2 separate regions of the Mus musculus genome follow, and region 1 is linked to region 2. A link is a contact called in public HiCAR-type data. All regions are on one chromosome and are shown on one strand. Each heading gives the region's core, a stretch centred on a gene start, on an enhancer-like site or on the middle of the called end of the contact. The rest is flanking DNA. Distances are from core to core; before and after follow the strand shown.

Region 1 (6,615 bases), core at 3,619-6,118, 1.7 Mb after region 2:
AAGACTCTCTCTCCCACAAAGATAGTGTGAGCACGTCAAGGCATCGCTTCCAGTCCTCACTTCCAAGTGCATTCACTTATCATAGTTCATGCAAGTCTTTCAAGAAGGCTACCTTGTTTGAAGACCATTCTGCTCTCTGCCCTAGCCTTAGTTCACATTAAGTTCACAACTTTCTTAAGCTCCCACACTGCACATGCCACATGTGACACTACACATGCCACATGTGACACTACACATGCCACGTGTGACACTACACATGCCATGTGTGACACTATACATGCCACATTCGACACTATACATGCCACATGTAACATTACACCTGCCACACTCAACACTATACATGCCACATGTAGTACTACATATGTCACGTGTAACACTACACAAGTCACATGCTCTGCACCTCTTCTCTGTCCTCCTTTAAAGCTGTCTCTGGCAGTCCATGCACAGCACAGTAGAGATACCATAGCACTACCATGTCCCTTCTGTCTGGACCAGTGCCATGTTCGACAAAACCATGGACAAGATCCTCCCGGAAGCTCTGGGCAGTCTACGAGTTTTATAACTTCAAGAGTGGGGACTGAAGGAATTGCACAAATATTGATATATTTGTTTTGTTTTCAGTACATCCCAACTGCAGTTTCTCCTCCCTCCATCCCTCCCAGTCCTCACTCCACCTTCCCTCTCCCCTAGATCCACTCCTCCTCCATTCCCCTTTAAGAAAAAAAAAAGGGGGGGGGACCTCCCAGGAATATCAAGATAGAATACAACTAGGCACAAACCCTCATATCAAAGCTGGGAGACCCAGTAGGACAAAAAGAGTCCCAAGGATAGATGAGAGTCAGAGACACCCCCCACTCCCTCTGTTAGGAGTCCCACACACTGGAATGAGAAAGGAGTCAGAAAGAAAAGACACCAGCTAGTTTTATGTCAACTTGACACAAGCTAGAGTCATTTGGAAAGGAGAACCTCAACTGAGAAAATGTCCACCCCAGCCTGGCTTGTGGTCCTGCCTGTGCTGCATTCTCCTAACAGACTATGGATATCAGAGGGCCCAGATCACTGTTGATAGTGAGACCCCCAACTGGTAGTCCTGGGTGCTCTAAGAAGGCAGAGTGTGATGGACCAGCCTGACTCCATCGTGAGATTAGAAGTCACCATATTACAAGGTCAACATACGTCCATTCCTGTTTTCTGTAAAACTTAAGTCTGACCATGTCTTGAGCCATCTTCTGAAATTCGACAGTCTTCACACCCCTATATTCTGGCCATACCTGACCTTCACCCTGATGATAAGCTATTCTGACAAATAATTTTGAGATGTTATGCCAAGTTCCTGCATAATTGAAAACCCTTGGAATGGCCCTGCCTAGTCTTGCAGGTTTTGAGCTATATAAGCCTCACTTTCTCCTGTTTTCTCCTATTCTCTAAACCCCACTGTAGGCAGATAGCCCTTTCTGGAAGAAAATAAAGCTTGCTTAATTTGACTAAAACATTTGGGTCCGTGGTCTCTACTCTCATTTTGTGGGATTAGCAGGTGAACAAGCCATAAGGACAAGCCACTCTGCAGCATTCTTCCATGGCCTCTGCATCAGTTCTATCTCCCAGGTTCCAGCCTTGAGTGCCTGCTGTGACCTCCCTGAATGACAGATTACAAGCTGTAAGGCAAAATAAGCCATCTCTTCCCCTAAGTTACTTTGGTCATGGTATCTCATTACAGCAAAAGAAACCCTAAGATAGAAAGTCTAACCCAAAGGAAGGGCACATAAAACTATATGGAAGCCTACATTCTCACAACCCAATTTTTTAAAATTGGAGGGATGGCAGGATACATAGAAAATTTTAAAGTAGGGAGGGATGCTAGTGTTTAAAGGCGTTGGCAGGGGTGAGATGGGATAGGACAGGAGAGTGTTACCATTAACTGTCGACATGGCGTGGCCTAGAATCTCCTGAGAAGGAGTTTCAAGTGAGTCTTCATCAGGTTGGTCTGTGGGAATGTCTATAAGGAGTTTTATTAATTGATAACTGATGTAGGAGGCCCAGCCCACTGTGGTTTATTTCCTGGGCAGATGGTCCTGGAATCTATAAGAAAGTTAGCTGACAAAGACACCATGCACTTCAGGAACGACACCCAGGGACCCCTGAGCTGGAGCTGACCTGAATTTTCAGTCCTTGAGGACTGCTCTCATGGTGCCAGATGGTGTCATGCAAGCTTCCAAAGGGAGGAAGCAGCCAGCAGTCCCTCCCTCCAGCTATGATGCCTAGGAAGCACATGTATGACCTGCATGATGGGATAATGCTAAGGGTGCAGGGGTGGATGCTTAGCTTGGCAATAACCAAGAGCTGTCTAATTAGACTTAAGACCCACTCAACAGGAGACAGAGCCTGCCTGGGCCTGAAATCTTAGCTAACTGCTCAGTGCTAGTGAGGTCGTGGTTATTAGCAGAGAATCTACAACCTCTGGTTTACTAGACCATCAGAATACCTAACAACATTCTATAAACATTGCCTCAATACCCATAAATAAGTGTAGTATAGTCCCCACCCCTCATCAAGGAACTGTCACTTTGTAACAAAGAGATCACTACAGAAAACCACAATTAATCAAGTTGTGGAGTCCAGCCCCAATGGATACCTTCTGTAAAACACTCTCACGGAACCTAAGGCTAAGGGGATATTGTGGAAGAAGAAGGATTTTAAGATCCAGAAGATGAGGGAGTTTGCTGTGAGATGGTGTCTCCTAGTAACTTCAAAGACTGCACCCAGAAAGTCTCACCCACGTGACTGGACAAAGACGAGCTGAGCAAGGACGACACCAATGGGCATGCCAACGTGGGTCGGGAAAAGCCCGTGAGCCCTCATCCTTACATGAAGAACTCAGGACAACCGAGGGAGGCTGGGAACAGTAGCAGGGAAGGACACACCCACTGACTGTCCAACGCCCAACAGCCATCTCTGAAAGCATACATACAAGGAACACTATATAGAGTGAGCAGGTTATATTTAGGAATATATATATGTACATGCATGCAATGTATGCATGCAATAACAATTAGTGAAATAAGCCATGGATTTGGAGGAGAGGGGCATATGGGAGGGTTTGGAAGAGGGAAGGGGAGAAAAGAGAAGGGAGAAACGCTATGCTATAATTATTATAATCTCAAAATACTAGAAAAAGGAAGCAAACAAGCTGAGCTGTAACCTCACAGCAAGGCCCTGTTGCTGAAGGAACATTTACGTATGTTATTAAACATGGAAAAACCAGACTGATGCCCACATACAAGATCTGCCCCACTGACTAGCACTCATAGTGCTGGGAAGTAATTCGCACACTACTGGAGGGGAAAAGTAATAGCTGATTTCACAAAGCTACAAACCATAAAACCTACAACAGAGTCCAGAACCTGCAAGATGTACTGATGTAGCACAAATGATATGGTAGTGACCAACTTTTAGATTTATTTTATGCGCATGGGTAGTGTGTGTGTGTGTGTGTGTGTGTGTGTGTGTGCATGTAATCTATGTGTCTTGTGCCACAAAGGTCAGAAGAGAACGTCATATCCCCTGGATCAGATGATATGAACCACCATGTGGATACTGAGAATTTAACCGAGGTCCTATGCAAGAGCAACACATGCTCTTAACCACTGAGCCAATGCTACAACTCCAAAGATATATTCATTTGATGAGTATTTTGGCTGCATGTATGTCTGTGTACCACATGATGCCTGGAACCCACAGAAGTCAGATGTTAGATACCTTGAAACTGGAGTTATGCATGGTTGTAAGCAGCTATGTACGTGCTAGGAACTGAACCCTGGTCATCTGCAAGATCAGCCAATGCTCTTACCAATGAACCATCTCTCCAGCCCTCCAACTACTTTTTGATTAGATTTAAGTCCCGCTTCATGAAATGGAACTCATATATGACACTAAAAGTGGCCAAGAACCTGGGTTTGGATAGGTCATGGGCCTAGGGGAAACATACTACCATAAAATGACCTCTAAGGACAAATTGTTATGCCCACCGAGCAGAGCGCTGCTCAACCTCGTCAGAGAAGCTTTTTCTTACAGTAGATGATAATTAACACAGAGAACCCCAACTGGGCAGTCAGAGAGTGAGACTTTGGAGCCCTTACGCCCCTAATGGGGTCCTTTCAATGCTGTGAACATTTTTGTCACCGCAAACTGTAACCAGCATTTGTTCAGCGTATGCTGCTCTGTGAGTAGTTACAGAACAACTCAGAGATGGTCTTCATGCTCACAAAACCAAATGCAGGCTGTGCACAAGAGGTTCCTCCAATGCTTGCTTAAATTTAAGTGTGCTGCATGCGTGCATGGTGTGTGTGTGTGTGTGTGTGTGTGTGTGTGTGTGTGTGTGTGTGATGTGCGTGCACATGTAGATGTGTCTTCCAAGGTTGCGCTCCACATTTTTTGAAACCAAGACTCACCAGACCTAAAGCTTATCAATTCAGGTAGGCCAATGAGCTACTAGGATACACCTGTCTCCACCACCACTCCACTTCTCAAAGGGGATTACATGCTCCAACCACCATGCCTTTTTTACTTCTTTTTTTTTTTTTTTTTTTTTTTTTTAGCGTGAGTTCTGGGGATTCGAACTCAGACCTCCGGGGTCTTTGCCTACTACCCCCAGCTTCGCAGCCCTAGATTGTGACTGATTCACACGTAGATGAGGCCTGGGCAGTTAAACAGCTCTTAAATGGTTTTCCAGACTACCCGGAGCACAGAGAGACCTCAGGAATCCCAAGCATGTGCGAGGACCTCGCCTAGCAAACTCACAGGCTCTGCGGGACCCACAGATGGCCCCGCCTCCTCCCCTGCCAATCAACCGTCCCTCGCGCCTGCGCGGAGCGGCGGTCCAACTGTAGCGGGCGGTTAGAAGGCGGTCCGCTTCTCTCACTGGCCTGCTGGTTATGACGATCACCTACAGCTGCGTTGCTAATGGCCGAGCGGTCCTGGCGGAGCTGGCCTTGACCGGCGGCGCCTATCAGGTACCTGAGGCTCACGCCTCGGCGTCTGAGGGTTCGGTTCCTCGAGGCTGGCGCACGCCTGGCCTCCCCTCAGGGCGCGGGGCGACCTGGAAGGACTCAGGGACCGGGAGTCCCCGCCCCCTCCAGAAGCGCTGCCTCCGAGGCGGGAGTGGGACTGCGCCTGCGCCACCCAGGGGTTGGGGCTCGTACTGCCCGCGGCCGTCTGGCGGAGATTTATAGCCATCTCCAAGTTGATAGCCCCATTACAAGGAAATGACCTGCAGTTGAACACACTTAGTGAACGTGTAAGGGTCTCAAGACTACTTCAGTTGCAGGCAGTGAGGGCCACCTGACAGCGCAGTTTGGACTCTCAGCGCCCAGGGTGGGAGGGCCATGAATTTGATGTCAGCGTGGGCTATATAGACCCAGTCTTTAAAAAGTGAGAACACAAGATGTATCACAACGTTAGAGCGCTTGCCCAGAATGTGTGAGGCCCTGAGTTCAGTTCCCCAACACACACACACACCTAGAAATTGTCAGATGCCATCTAATATTCTATCTGAACCTTAGATCAGTTGTCCCAGGGGGTAGAAAAGGTTTCGCTGAAGATAGGCTGTAATGTACTCCTGTACAGAGGAACTACTCCTAGTTTAGCACAGTCTTGCGCGCCCTCGACTGGCCAGGAAGAACAACGCTGCAACAGGATCCTTCTGCACACGTTTATTGGGAGAGCTTGATTGTAGAGGCGAAAAGACTTTTTGCCCAGAGCTGGTGCTGCTTTTATAGGCCTAGGAGAGGCGTGTCTCATACCCTGATTGGTTATGCACTAAGCCTCATTTGCATGTTCCTCATCTGATTGGCTACTCTCTCTCAGTACCTCACTGAGCCTCATTATCATCTCATTTGCATGTCTCACATCCGATTGGTTATACTCTCAGTACCTTACAGAACCTCATTATCATGCCTGGGCCAGGCAGTGTTTTTGCAAAAAACTTTACTGCATATGTACACATTGGTTGTTTGTCCAATCTTATGCATGGTGGCCAGCAGTAGTCAGTGCCACTCAGCAACGGCACATGTGGCTTCCCACATCTCCCCCTGTTTGTTTTAATAAAATGAGACTGGACTAGGCCTGTGCAATTATGCCCATCCGCCGTGGCTCCTGTTTTAGGTCATTCCTCTAATGTCACAGCCTTACCCGTCATAGGGTAACCCTATCGCCACCGGGCCCCATGTCTTAGGTTGGACTGTGCACGAGGAAAGTTGCCCGTCTCTGGATACCGCAGTGCTGTGTGACAATAACTGCTAAATGACCTAGGGCGAACTCTGCAAAAGAGGCCAGCCAAAAATTGAATTAGTGGGGAAATCATGATCACCCTATTGATGAGCAAGGGCTGATCAATGATCGTTGAGTCTCTCTCATCTAATCTCATGCTGACTAATTCTTGAGCATAGATAACCAAATTTCAGGGGAGGAGCCGTTTTCAATAGCTAAAAGTGCCTGAGTTACAATCACCTTGTCACGTTTTTGTTGGGTTCTGAATTTGCATACCAACCAGAGCATGAACGCCAGTCCACAGCATATGGCAGCACCAAACAAAATCACTCCCACCCATTCCTTAAAGTA
Region 2 (5,933 bases), core at 801-3,300:
TCATCTGGCCAGGCCCTGAACTGAGACAGACTAAAGGCAGAGTAGGTGGTAGGTAGCCTTCCTAGGTCACCCTGAGATAAGGAATTGACCTTCAACTTGGTTCTTACTAGAGATGAGAGTAACACAGAGATACTGCCTCAGCTGAAATGGAGCTCAAAGAGTAAAAAGTCAAGAGGCTGAGTTTCAATTTTAGAAAACTCCCAGAGTCCTCTGCTTTCCCCCACCCTGCAGCAGGGGGATGATCAGATGCCTAAGGAAGAAGGTACTCCAGCTGTCCTTCCATAGACTCCATAGGATGGGAGCTGGTGACCCAAGTTAGTCTTAGGCAGTGGATTGAGTGACACTCGAGAGTCTTACTGATGTTATCCAGAGACACCAAAAGTGGCCTAAACCATGTAAGACTAAGGGTTTCCTCTTCAGAAGGCACACACAGTAGATCAGCATGCTAATTTTTAAAAAGACTTATTTGTTATATGTAAGTACACTGTAACTGTAGCTGTCTTCAGACACCCCAGAAGAGGGCATCAGATCTCATTGCGGATGGTTGTGAGCCACCAGGTGGTTGCTGGGATTTGAACTCAGGAGAGCAGTCAGTGCTCTTAAACGCTGAGCCATCTCGCCAGCCCCGGAAGTGACTCTTCAAATGGACCCTTTGGAAGGAAACTGGTGTTGTTCTCAAAGTTCAGTGCTGTCCTGTGAGAGATTTGTGCTGTGGTGCACACCAGGGGCACCGAGCCTCAGGTCACAATCTTTTGTGTTGGATATTCCTTTTACTCCCTTTGGCGATTTCCTGTGTTGATCAGGTGACTGGCTATCAGCTGCCTTGTCCCCAATCCACGGAAGATTTGCAATTCTGAAAACAAATCTACATCTGTTTTATAGGTTTTCACTATGAAGATAGGAAGCCTGAAGCAGATACTCAGTAATTAATAAAGTCATGTCTTAACATCTCGCATGATTGATGCGAGTTGACCCCATTGGGCGGCTTCATTGACTTTTCATTTTAAGTGACCAATGAGTGATATATCATAGTGTAGTTTAAAGTTTCAAATATGTTTTCAGACAGAAATATTCCAAGAATGCAAGTCAGGTATATTTCTCAGATAAATAACAGCCCCAGCATTACGTACGGGGAAATTCTTCCTTCTCAGGTTTCCCTAGGTTGAGATTCAGGGGCCTGTCATTAATCATTCATTAGGGTCGGTCCTCCAGTCAATGGAAGTTGAAGAGAGCTGTTGGCTAACTCCTCCAGGCAACGGATCATGGGGTCAGAGAGGACAACTGGGCAGTCCTGGTGTTCAGACTCAATTCATCCTTGCCTGGAGTTCAAGTGTGTCTGGTGTGTGTGTGTGTGTGTGTGTGTGTGTGTGTGTGTGTGTATGTTCGAGGGCGTTCACCTGTTCCAACACAGACATGGGTTTTCCTGAAGAAAAAGCTGGACACGTCGTGCATCCACAGAGTTTCTTAGAGGGCAGCCTGAGACCTGGCATAACAATTCAGGGTGGCTCTCTAGTGGAGAAATAAACGCACACCTTAGTTCTTTAATAAATCAATAACAGCGAGAAACCAGTCTTCTCTCCCACCCTGGGCCACCCCAAAACCTTCCCAAGTTCTGCTGCCAATCAGTTTTTGGTTCCCTTCGGAAAGTGGTTCCCAGGCTCCAGATGGCAGGGGCCAGCAACCTGGAATGCGGGTGCTGGGTAAAGAGTGAGTTGGCTGGGACACATGTGACCACAGAGGACGGGAACCCATGCCCACGTTGCCGTCCGTCCGTGCCCCTTGCGTGGAGAGCAGCGCGCGCGGAGCCGATTCCGGAGCCGCTGGCTCGGGCAGGGGGTGGGGTGACTGGGTGGCTCTTGACAACCGCTGGGTTGCATGACCCGTGCACGGTCGCAGCCAGCGTCCCGGGGGCAGCTTCTGAGGGCGAGACACCTCCTCCCACTCCCGGGATCGCATCTCCCTCCTCCTTCACACCCCCGCCCCCGGGACCGCGGCGCTCCCTCCCCGTACCGGCCGTGAGTACACAAAGCGGCGGGTGAGGGGAAGCTTCGCAGGCGTGCACGGAGCAGTGAGATCACTGGCGTTATAAATATCCCGGTGCCAGCGCCGAGATCCGCTCGGGTGGCCTCTCTCTCTCCCCCTCTCCCTCTCCCTTCCCCGAGGCTATGTCCACCCTGTGCGGCGAGGGAGGCAGCGCCAGAGGCACGCAGCCGCGCGGGGGCTACGGAGCCCGGAGCCAGCCCTGCAAGATGCACTTAGGACCCCCGCGGCCGGAAGAATGAGCCTGTCCTTGCTCTTCCTCATCTTCTGCAGCCACCTGATCCACAGCGCTTGGGCTCACGGGGAGAAGCGTCTCACTCCCGAAGGGCAACCCGCGCCTCCTAGGAACCCGGGAGACTCCAGCGGCAGCCGGGGCAGAAGTAGCGCGACGTTTTCTTCGTCTTCTGCCTCCTCACCAGTCGCAGCTTCTCCGGGCAGCCAAGGAAGCGGCTCGGAACATAGCAGTTTCCAGTGGAGCCCTTCGGGGCGCCGGACCGGCAGCCTGTACTGCAGAGTGGGCATCGGTTTCCATCTGCAGATCTACCCGGATGGCAAAGTCAATGGCTCCCACGAAGCCAGTGTGTTAAGTAAGTTGCTCACTCTCCAACAAAACCTGTTCTGGGAGGGACGGTCAAGATTCCTTTGGGCCACAGGCACCTCTAGGAGCCCTAGCGTCTGGGACTCTGCTGGTTCTGGAAAGAGTCCGGTAGGGTTTCGTGGAGATGCGTCTACTCAGAGCGAGCAGACGCACCCTTCTGTCTTGGGTAGTAAGCATGGGTAAGCCCAGGTGAGGTTACCGAGGTGAGACAGGCAGCTCTTTTCCAGAATGCCCGGGCCGAAAAGACTAGCCACCCACTCTAGCTGGAGAAGAAAAAAAAATAATAATAATAATGAAAGAAGTAACAATCTTTCTCCTGGTACAATTTCTTTCTACTTATGAACTAGAACCGCATTTTTCTTTAAGCGTTAAGTATATCTCTATTCCCTGTACATAATTTACGTTTATGAAAAGAACCCATCTGAGTACTTCCATTCTCCAACTACAAATATCCTATATATCCCATATTATGTTTGTTTATTAATATCTCTATGTAACTCCGAATGCTTAGGTATCTTTCACACGAATACATACATATGTAGATACATACATGCGTACATAAGCGCGCGCGCACACCAACTACACAGGTCTACGTAGAATTTACGTGTACATGCGTTTTGGAAGGGCAAAGTTCTGCTTGCAAGAAAGCAACATGATCTGGAAAACCGGACAGACAGTATTATGACTAAGTCCGGTGCTGAGTTTAACAACATTTAGTAGGCTGAGACCCTGACAATGTTAACCTTTGGTTTCCAGGGACAGATGGAGTAAAGTTCTTAATTTTAAAAGAATTACAGATGAGGTTGGAAATGGTTGTAAATTGAGCATAACTTAAAAAAAAAAAACATCAACCACCCAACCTGAAATTTTTCTGAGTTCTCTCTTTCTCCTTTCCTCTTCGCTTCCACCCCCACCCGCGTTTTCTCCATTCCATCTGCTTTTCTGGACCACCACGTTAATCACTCGCACTCCCCTCGCTGCTCTAAGCTGCTGAGGTGAGCGGAGGTTTGGAGCTGTGTGCATGCATGGGACTGTAGTTGTCTCTGTAATCCTGCAAGCAGTTTTCTCACTAGGTTCAGGTCGGGTTTCCAGCAGGGCTCAGTCCTCCAGATAAAAGCCACAGCAGGGACCGCTCAGACTCCCATGGAGAGCGGAAATGGGGCCAGGAGATAGTGCTGCGCAGTCACCTGGCTCCTCTTGTCTTCCTGGTGGCTCTCGGGTGCACTTCACTAGACCAGCGTCCCCAGAAACTAGAACACTTTTGTTTACTCAGCTCCAAGAACCACGGGCTTTATTTGTTGGGCTGACAGTCGGCTGGGGCCTGTGGGGAGGGTTTGGAAATTCAAGCACAGGTGGGATGGCTGGCCGACCAGTCTCTTTCATTGAGTTAAGAGGATCAGGCTAGTGAGATCCGGTGGTAGCTTCCCGACAGGTGCTGTTCCAAGCCTGCCTGCCGGCTGCTTGCTTTGTCTTTGGAGAGCAACACTTCAGTCGGCTGAGGTGCAGAAGGAGAAGCAATGCACAACAGAGGGCCCTGGTCTCCCATCCCATTGAGTCTCAGGGCTTCCAATATAGTCCACATTGGACCCCTTCTCTTGACGTTCGAAAGAAACTTTGGTCTTTGTGTATGAAGGGAATAGTCCGTTCTGATAAGGGTGGATTTTCTGATGCTCCTCGGAGATGTTACTTCTGTTTCAATATTTCTGCTCATTCTCCTCATTTTGCAGGGTTCAGTTCTACCACAAGACAGCCTTTAGTCTTGACCTCAACAATTTTCTTAGCTCTTGTAGAAAAACTTTCTCTACTTTGTTGCTGTGAATGAGCACCAAGTATATATAACCCTTGCTTGCTCAGGAGAGACCCCAATAGCAGGTAGCTAGCAGTAGGTTGGGATCTCCTGTGCCTGGGGTAGCTTTGGAGTGCTAGGGAGCTCTGGTAGCAGAACATTAAAAAAGCCCATTGAAGCTAAATGTGGCTGCAGTACAGGCCTTGCTAGAAGGGGTTTTTTCAGAAACATAAATGAAGAAACTCGAGAGCAGATCAACAGATCATTTATCTAACGAAGAAACTAGCCAGCTACATATTATATCCAGGGGCTAATTTTAATTTAAAATCCTCATTGAAATTATTTAAAATCCTCATTGAAAGGTGGGCACAAACCAGAGGAGATGTATCCTAGACAGGGACTTATAAAACTTTGTAAGTAGCTTTTTCCTAACTCCCAACCTTGCAATTTTAAACAGCCATTCAGAGTTTAATTTGTATCTTTCAAAAGACTGGCATGTATGCATGCATTCATTCGTTCATTCATTCATGTACCCAATGTAGGATGTCTGCCTCAGAATGCGTGTTTTGGTTACTTATGTGCCATGTTTTCTTTTCCTTTTTTTACATTTTCTCTGGCTTTGCCTTCCACAGACAGGTTTTTCTCAAAGAAAAGCATAACTTAAGTCTCATAGTCACAGTCCTTTCGGTTATCAGTACTTCCCAACACAGCTCTCTATGAATTGATTTTATGTGCAGTGGAAAGGCATGGGATTTGGAAACTTAAAATGGCTCTTTACACTTAGGTAGCCATGGAAGAAAAAGCAGCATCTACTTGCAACTGATTACTACAGTGCAATATATATATATATATATATATATATATATATATATATATATACCTTAGACTATGTATTGCTTAGACTATATGTGGAAACGTGTTTTTCTCTCACAAGAAAGACTGAAATGCATTGGGGGAAATAACCCTCAGTATGAAGGTGTTTTTGTTTTGTTTTGTTTTTATGCCTCAATGAGCCTTTTTTTTTAGATAAAATGTCGATTTTTACTTGATAATAAATATATTTGCCAATCATGAAGATTTGTTTAGTTTTACTATCAAAACCATGCTCTAGCCACAGATACTGAAACGTCCCTTTCGGTACTTCAACTAGTCAGGCCCTGGTTTGCCTCACTCAATAGTGGGTACCATGCTTTACAGACAGAATATGGTATCTGGCATCTTGCATATGAACCCTTGTAGGAAGGAAATGCTGGGGAAAGATGAAGAATGGACACAACCAGGGGCTATGAGCTCTAACCCTGAAGAGAAATGAACAGCTGCTTTCCCTTACAAGCTGTCAAGTCTAGCTTCCATACAGTGCTTTACTTGGCTTACCTGGGGCCATTAAAACTATGGAATGAGATAGCAGTTCAGAGGGAAAGCTTTAGGTGACAGCTATTCAGAGCAGTCACACAAAATATGAACCTTTCATTCATTCACATTTTGACTAAGAGAGTCCTGAATGTTACA

Evidence for each region. HiCAR-type assays count read pairs that join an accessible place to other places.
Region 1: a contact with region 2 is called in a HiCAR-type map of astrocytes, with 4 times the contacts expected there. The contact joins the promoter of Vamp9 here to the promoter of Fgf5 in region 2. A contact is called at or near these places in 1 of 39 promoter capture datasets (hippocampal neurons) and 2 of 115 datasets of contacts at active chromatin or transcription factors (astrocytes and stem cell-derived neural progenitor cells).

What each region holds. Positions count from the first base shown.
Region 1 is chr5:99,901,397-99,908,011 of GRCm38.p6, forward strand. It overlaps Vamp9 (vesicle-associated membrane protein 9), which reads left to right and starts at 4,869. Exons shown (of 6, transcript NM_001378420.1): 1 at 4,869-5,009. The coding sequence starts at 4,932.
Region 2 is chr5:98,252,134-98,258,066 of GRCm38.p6, forward strand. Fgf5 (fibroblast growth factor 5) reads left to right here and starts at 2,051. Exons shown (of 3, transcript NM_010203.5): 1 at 2,051-2,627. The coding sequence starts at 2,279.